Linked DNA regions of Hordeum vulgare: region 2 is linked to region 1. A link is a contact called in public Hi-C data. All regions are on one chromosome and are shown on one strand. The core of a region is the stretch at or near the end of the contact, and the rest is flanking DNA. Distances in the headings are between cores, read along the strand shown.

Region 1 (3,552 bases), core at 783-3,282:
GAGAGAGAGAGAGAGAGAGAGAGAGAGAGAGAGAGAGTGAGTGTGAGAGTGAGTGAGAGAGTGTGGTTCAAATTGAGAGAGAGAGAGAGTGAGTGGGAGAGTGAGTGAGTGAGAGAGTGTGGTTCAAATCAAGCAGCTCCTTAGAGGCCTAGACATTTGGTTCTCTGTCCTCACGCCTGAAATAAAAAGCAAAGAGGGAGATCGTAATGCAGAAAAAACAATCTGGTTTCAAGAGAGTAAAGAAAGAAGAAACGACAAATAATTTAGATCTCTTCATCTATATACCACTCTTTTGATCAGTGTGTTTCGAAACAGGCACAAGCAATAGAGTAAAGAAAGTTGGGCTGACTTGTCCAAATTGGGCATCGAGTCTATTTAGTACTCCTCCCTCCCAAAAGATAAGACGCACTTTATTTTCGCTGGTCAATGACTTAAAACTTTCACTATGATTTGTAATTCATTATATGTCCACAAAAATATTATGTAGATATATGAAATGAAAGAATTTTGCAAGAAAAATGCAACAACACCATTTATATACATTCAAAATTAGAAATCCAAATAATTCGGTACATACTAGTTGTCAAAGTCATGGATTAAAGACCATGCAAAGTAAGGCGCTCCATACTTTGGGACTAAGGGAGTAATATCTAAGCGGCAATTAGGGTGTGCAGAGCTATAATAACAAATTGGATTTGTTTCTCTGTCCTTGGTGTGAGGTGCGGTGGCAGTGCCAATGGTGTGGTGGCACAGCAGTATAGGCTGAGGCTAAAAATGTCAATGGACAAAACGACTAAGATTTGAATGCGTTGATGATCGATTGATGGTAGCTAGCTAGCAAAACTGTTTATTAGAAACCCATCAAAGTGTCCATCGATGCACAGTTTTATAGTCAGGTATCTGATCAACAATCTATGTTTTTTATAAGTTGGCGCCTATTATGGGTTACTTGCAGCTAATTTAACAGAAATAGGTCGGATGGAGCGCATACCTTTGAGCCAGCTTCAGCTTGTTGGCAACAAAAGCTCTGTTTAGCAGATCATCGATGAATTGAGATATGGATGGATCAGGGCTTGGAGTGACCGTTTGTTGAGGTGCAGGCTCATCTTCCTCAGCGGCATCAACAACCCTAACCAAGCAAGTTAGCTCAGGATTCAATAAACACCCCTAACCAAGCAAGTTAGCTCAGGATTCAATAAACACGACAAGACAGGATAACGAATAACCACTGCCAAAAAAAAGGTCACATACGGCGGTGGAGGATCGCAGGGCCTCATCCAGAGGTGGTAGAGGACTTCCCTGAAGACATCTTGGACGGGCCGTGTCAACCCTTTCGTGTCTTTGGTGACGAGAAACCCATACATATCATTGTAGGCATGAATTATTCTGTCGTCAGGAAGAAGACATAGGAGAAGAAGGGGGTTATGGGGATCGCCACCGAGGCGGTGGCGTCGGACGGGCTTCTTCGCCAAGGTGGGTGGTGGACGATAGTGGGGCAGGTCGGAGATGACTTCCCTGAAGACATCCTCGACACGTCGTGTCGACCCATCCATGTCGTCGGTGACAAGAACCCCGTGCCTATCACTGTAGGCATGGATTATTCGCTTGTCAGGAAGAATACATCGGATAGGGGGGTGGGGGGCATCTCGGCCGCGGTGGCTCCGTCGGACGGGCTCCGCGATGGGAAGACTCGTCTGGAGGTCGTAGAGGACTTCCATGTAGACATCTTCGACGGGTCGTGTCGACCAGCGGAGGGCATCGGTGACGAGAACTCCATGCCTATCTTCGTAGATAGAGATTCGTCGGCCGTCGGGAAGAAGAATTTGGTCGGGACGACGAAATAGGGACGTGGATTGGTGGTCGCCTCCGGACGTCGGAGGAGGGGAGCGGAGGGGAGAGGGGCGCTTTGGTCGGTTGTCGCGGTCGCGACTTCGGATAAGCTGCGCCATTGTGGGGAGAGGTGCGGCAGAAGACGTGCTAGGTTTGGAGATTTCGTTGGGGGCGAAAGGTGCGCTGTGGTTGTTATCGCTGGGGGCGGTGGAGGACGTGCTAGGTTTGCGAAACACTTATATGCAGTAGTCCGATAGAAAACATTCCTCACACGAGTCCTGCGCCGTTGATACTCTTTTAATCACACGGTCTATATTCTAAACAAACAACCCGTGTTAATCCGATCTCAGGAAATCCCGGGAGATCGCCGAGCTCCATCACCGTGTGGGCTACCTCCGCCACCAACCTGTTGTACACCAGCAACTCCCGACGGGTACAAGTGATGCACACGGTGGTGCGCCGTCCCGCCCTTATCTGCTCCGTCGAACGCTACTTTCACCGTCGATCGCGTCACCCTCGTCACCGGTCCAGTTCCCCGCCAGAGCCTGGCCCGTCATCAAACCCTACCACACCACCCTGCTATGCCTTGGCTCGGCAAATAAGTTGCACTGCGGTAACATAAATTAGGTATGATTCATTTTTGATGTATTGATTTGATTTGCGTTACTTTCGATGCAATGCTTGCTTCGATGAATTTTGTGAGTGTATCTCCATGCTTGCTTTGATGTGTTGATTGCTATGTCATTTGACAATTTTGGTTAATCTCTTATGCAGATCACAATAATATGATTCTCAATCATGGCGGTAATTTTAGTTTTTGACATGATTTCAGAATTCCATGCTTCCATACAAGTTTATCGTGTACCCAAACTAGTATGTTCGTGATTCTTAGTTCTGTAGTGTGCCTCCAAAATTTCAATGTGCACATGTTCTCCGGTAGGTGGGTCATATTATGAAATCATTTTTTTATGTTGACGAGTGATCTTAAATATGTCGAGATAATATAAAATTATTGCTTTCTCTAACCTAAGTTGCATGCTTTTGATATACACATGTCTTGTAGCACAACATCCATGTTTTTCTATTTGGTATATGTGCTTCTATGGTACAGAGTTTCTATTGCTACATGATCTCTTTATTTCTCATCTATGTCAGCAATACATGTCACATGCGTGAATTCTTTTTCGAGAAACAATGCATACATGTTTTCACATATGCAAAGAGACAACATTTAGGATTTTTTTCTTCGGATATTCATGCTTCCACTCATTAGTATTTATGTAACTACACCTTGTTGTTCATGATTTTTAACCATTTGCGGTTTTACACTATAATATGCATATGCTTCATAATTGTATGCATCTCGACCTTTATCATAATATTAATTTTCGTTAATTTTTCAAATTTCCATGCTCCCATCCCAAGTTACCATGTCCATGTGCTTCTTTTTATGCAGCATCCAAATGGCAATATAGATGCTTCTGAACAATATACAATCTGAATCATCTGAAGCAGAGTGCATGCCGAAGATCCGATAGGTTGTCATTTGTATGCTTCTGATAGGCCTCGCATGTGTTGTTATTGCAAAAAAAATCCTACAGACATTTGATACTTCATTTTTATCCAAAAGTGCTTGTACGTGCACATGGATTGGCAGTACAACTACACTTTTCAGGTTTGGCATCTCTTCTTTCTATTATGTTGAATTATTTGGAATGATCC
Region 2 (3,552 bases), core at 295-2,794, 160 kb after region 1:
CATGTGTCCTCCGATGCTACGACCTCAAGCACAATGGTAGCATCACGGCTTTTACCGCAATACATTCCATGCCATGCCTTTGGGCAATTTTTCCACCTCCAATGCATGCAATCAAGACTACCAAGCATCCCCGGCCATCCCCTTTTTTCATTCATTTCCATTAATATCTTTGTATCTTCCTCGTTTGGTGCCCGAAGATACTTCTCACCATACAACCGGATGACCAACTTGGCAAACCTACGGACGGACTCCGTGGTTGTATCTTCTCCAATGCGAAGATACTCGTCGGTATAATCCGCGGGTATGCCATAAGCGAGTACCCGCATTGCCGCCGATATCTTTTGATATGCACTAAACCCCATGATACCGGCGGCGGATCTACGACGTTTAAAGTAATAGGAGGCAGCCTCACAATCGTTGACAATCTTCACAAACAAACTACGACGCATTCGGTACCTTCTGCGAAAGAGACGAGCAGGGTATGTAGGTACCTCCGCGAAGTAGTCTTGCATCAAATGCTCGTGTCCGAGAGCACGGTTTCGGTAGATGGTGAGTCGCCCCATCGTCGACCCTCTCCTCTGATCCATAAGTTTCACACGGTCTTCAAACGCTTGCACGTCGACGAGGAGGCTCATCATCTCAACGTCGTCGTCTTGCAACAACTCGTCAATGTCCGAATCGTCGGATGACGACCAATCCAACGCATCGGACAACGAGTCCATGTCGGCGTTGTTCAACTCCATCTACAATATGAGTGCCAAAATGTAAAAATGAAGAAAAAAGGAAAAAAATGTAAAAATGAAGAAAAAAGCAAAAATATAAAAATGAAGAAAAAAGCAAAAATTCGAACCTGCAGAGGGCCGGCCGGGACGGGGCGGCGGCGCTGGGAGGGGCGGCCGGCACGGGGCGGCGGCGCTGGGAGGGGCGGCCGGCACGGGGCGGCGGAGCGGAGGGCCGGCCGAGGCGGAGGCGCTGCGGAGGGCCGGCGTGGACGGGCTGCGGAGGGCGGGGCGGCGGCGGGACGGCCGGGGCGTGGCGGCGGAGGGACGGCCGGGGCGGCGGCGGCAGAGGGCGGCCGGGGCGGGGCGTGGCGGCGGAGGGACGGCCGCGCGATGCCGACGGGGCAGTCGACGAAGGGCGGGGCGCAGGCGACGGAGGGCGGGGCGGCGGCGGCGGATCGAGGGAGGGGCGGCGGAGCGGAGCGGCGGCGGCGCTGCGGAGGGAGGGAAGGAAGCTGAAACTTCCTCCCGCGCTCGCGAGGAAATGGAGTGCAGGTTGGGGGGAGAAACTCCCCCCAACCCTCACTTCTACAGGCTGCGATGACGTTTGAGGGTCGGATCTCTAAAAATATTTACGGGTTTAAGGGTTTAAGAGTTCTAGTCTACGCCGTTTTTTGAACGAAAACTGTAAAAAAGCGGTTATTTTTAAGATTTGAGGGTTTGAGGGCTCTATGGGGCGCGACTGGACGCGCTCGGGCCCGTCCGGACGGGAAGCGACCGTGGGGGAGTGTTTGGGGGCGCGACGGGAGATGCTCTAATACTCCAGTTCCTAGGACACACACAAAGCGCGAAGCGTGCTTGCTCGCTGATGGTTAGGCCTCTTTTTGAGGCCACACTCTGCTGTCGAACTCGAACCCTAACCAGGCGGCTCTATGGACAAGTTCCTCGTCGCACCGCCGCCTTCCGCCGACGAGGGCCCCGAAGCGCTACAACCGCCGCCTCGGAGGTGCTCCGCCTCGGACCCTCCCAACCACCTGTTCCGCCCCCTCGGTGTTCTGACCTCCCTTCCGGTCCGTAGGTGGCACAGGTGGAGCCGCATCGCCGTGGAGCTGGACGGCCGCATCGACGCCAGATTTCGACACCGGCAATCCCGCCTCCTCCTAGATTCCCTTGCTGAGGTTATAGAAATTTCGAAAGAGTGATGTTTTATTTCAGGTTGTCGCGTTTCCGACTGGAATTATGGCGTAGGGGGTCGGAAATAGGAAATGGAGTTATCCACATTTCATTTCATTCTTAGGAAATCTAACGGGACAATGTTGGAGTAGGTTAATGGGATGAAAAGCTTAAACTTTTCTTGTAATTTGAGCGTTACTGACTTACAGCTGCTGTTTTAAATTTCAGCACATTTTTCATTTCATAGCGAGTTCTGGTGGGTTATGGTAGATTGGAACATTGAGATGGTTTGGGACTTTATGCTTTCAGGATGTTGCCAGCTTCTGTTTTCTTTATCTACAGGAATTTCGGAATTTGTGCTGATGACTTCCCGACCTTTATAGATGCTTATCATAGCATCCTGGACACTGGGGAAATATTGTTGAGAGACTAGTTCAGATAAATCATACCTAACACCGTGCAGAATCCTCTTTGGGTTTCAGAGTTTACGATTTTTAAATGGGCAAGTATCTTAGTTGTGTGTTAACTTTGGAAATAATGTTGTGAAATTTTCTTTTTCTATGCTGAGAAGACTAGGATCTTTGAACACAAGTACTACACGCATGGCGAGGAACGGTGCCAGACATATGTAATGCTGATAAGTACGCTGGTTTGTATTTTGTAGTGCTGAGTCAATGTGTATTATCTGGCTAATCTGTTCACCACTTCTGCTCCTTTTAGGTGAATCGCATGATTAATGCTTCAACTTTTGCTGGGTGTTACCATCCAGCGAGGTCAGCATTTATCTTTTATGTTTCCTTGGAGTGTTTCATTGCAAAATCTCTAGTGTTACGACCAGCTTGTACAGTTCAATTGCTCACCTTGTCCTTGTTAGATAGGCTAACAAACTTATTTCGTTTAATTTGAACAGGGAGGGGGTTTCGGCAATGGAATTTGATAAAAAGGTACCATTGAAATGCATCAAAATTTTAATTTTCCCAGTTTAGCCTCACTACCCGAGGTGTATGAAATTCAGTACATTCTGTCTGGAACAACTGACACTTCCATTCAGATTCCACTAATACTTCCATATTTCAACTCCATTCTGCTCTCCGCCCAGTATGTGGCCAGAACGTTCTGTGCTGTTCTACTGGTACCAGTTGTTTATTATGAATTCAATTGTAGATCTACATCTCTTTCCTGTTACTCTATGTTTGACTAGAAATATTATTTTTGTTTTGTATTTTGCACAAAGCATATGCATAGGATGAAAATTTGGAGTTGTGTGATTTACCTTTTGTACTTATAAATAGTAGATTATCACATACTGTAACCATTTCAATAAGCAAAACAAAATGACCATTTGACTGGGATTGACAAGTATAACCGTCTCCTATTGATTACTCCCTCCGTCCCATAATATAAGAGCGTTTTGACACTACACTAGAATCAAAAACGCTCTTGAGGGAGTTCTTTTTTGGAAGCAGACTGTGGTACATGAATGTTTAAGCACCTTCCTTATGTTTTTAATTGTGCAGGGAGTATACCTCGCATCAGTGACAATCTCAGGATGTTTAACAGTGCATGACTTTGAGACCTTATACTGTTCCTTGTATGGCCCATCATGTAGTAAGTTAAGCTTACCCAACTCAGTTTGCTAGAAAAGTGCTGAAAGCAGATG

Evidence for each region. A called contact is a pair of places that touch in the nucleus more often than the background predicts.
Region 2: a Hi-C map of leaf shows a contact between it and region 1, with 5 times the contacts expected there. The contact joins the promoter of LOC123404766 here to the promoter of LOC123401056 in region 1. A contact is called at or near these places in 5 of 6 Hi-C or Micro-C datasets (leaf, seedling and an unstated tissue) and 1 of 1 datasets of contacts at active chromatin or transcription factors (embryo).

Annotation. Positions count from the first base shown.
Region 1 is chr6H:321,632,053-321,635,604 of MorexV3_pseudomolecules_assembly, forward strand. LOC123401056 reads right to left here and starts at 2,033. Exons shown (of 9, transcript XM_045094767.1): 1 at 1,252-2,033; 2 at 992-1,129. The coding sequence starts at 1,949.
Region 2 is chr6H:321,788,068-321,791,619 of MorexV3_pseudomolecules_assembly, forward strand. LOC123404766 reads left to right here and starts at 1,545. Exons shown (of 18, transcript XM_045098710.1): 1 at 1,545-1,725; 2 at 1,798-1,897; 3 at 2,464-2,520; 4 at 2,613-2,665; 5 at 2,803-2,836; 6 at 3,410-3,500. The coding sequence starts at 1,652.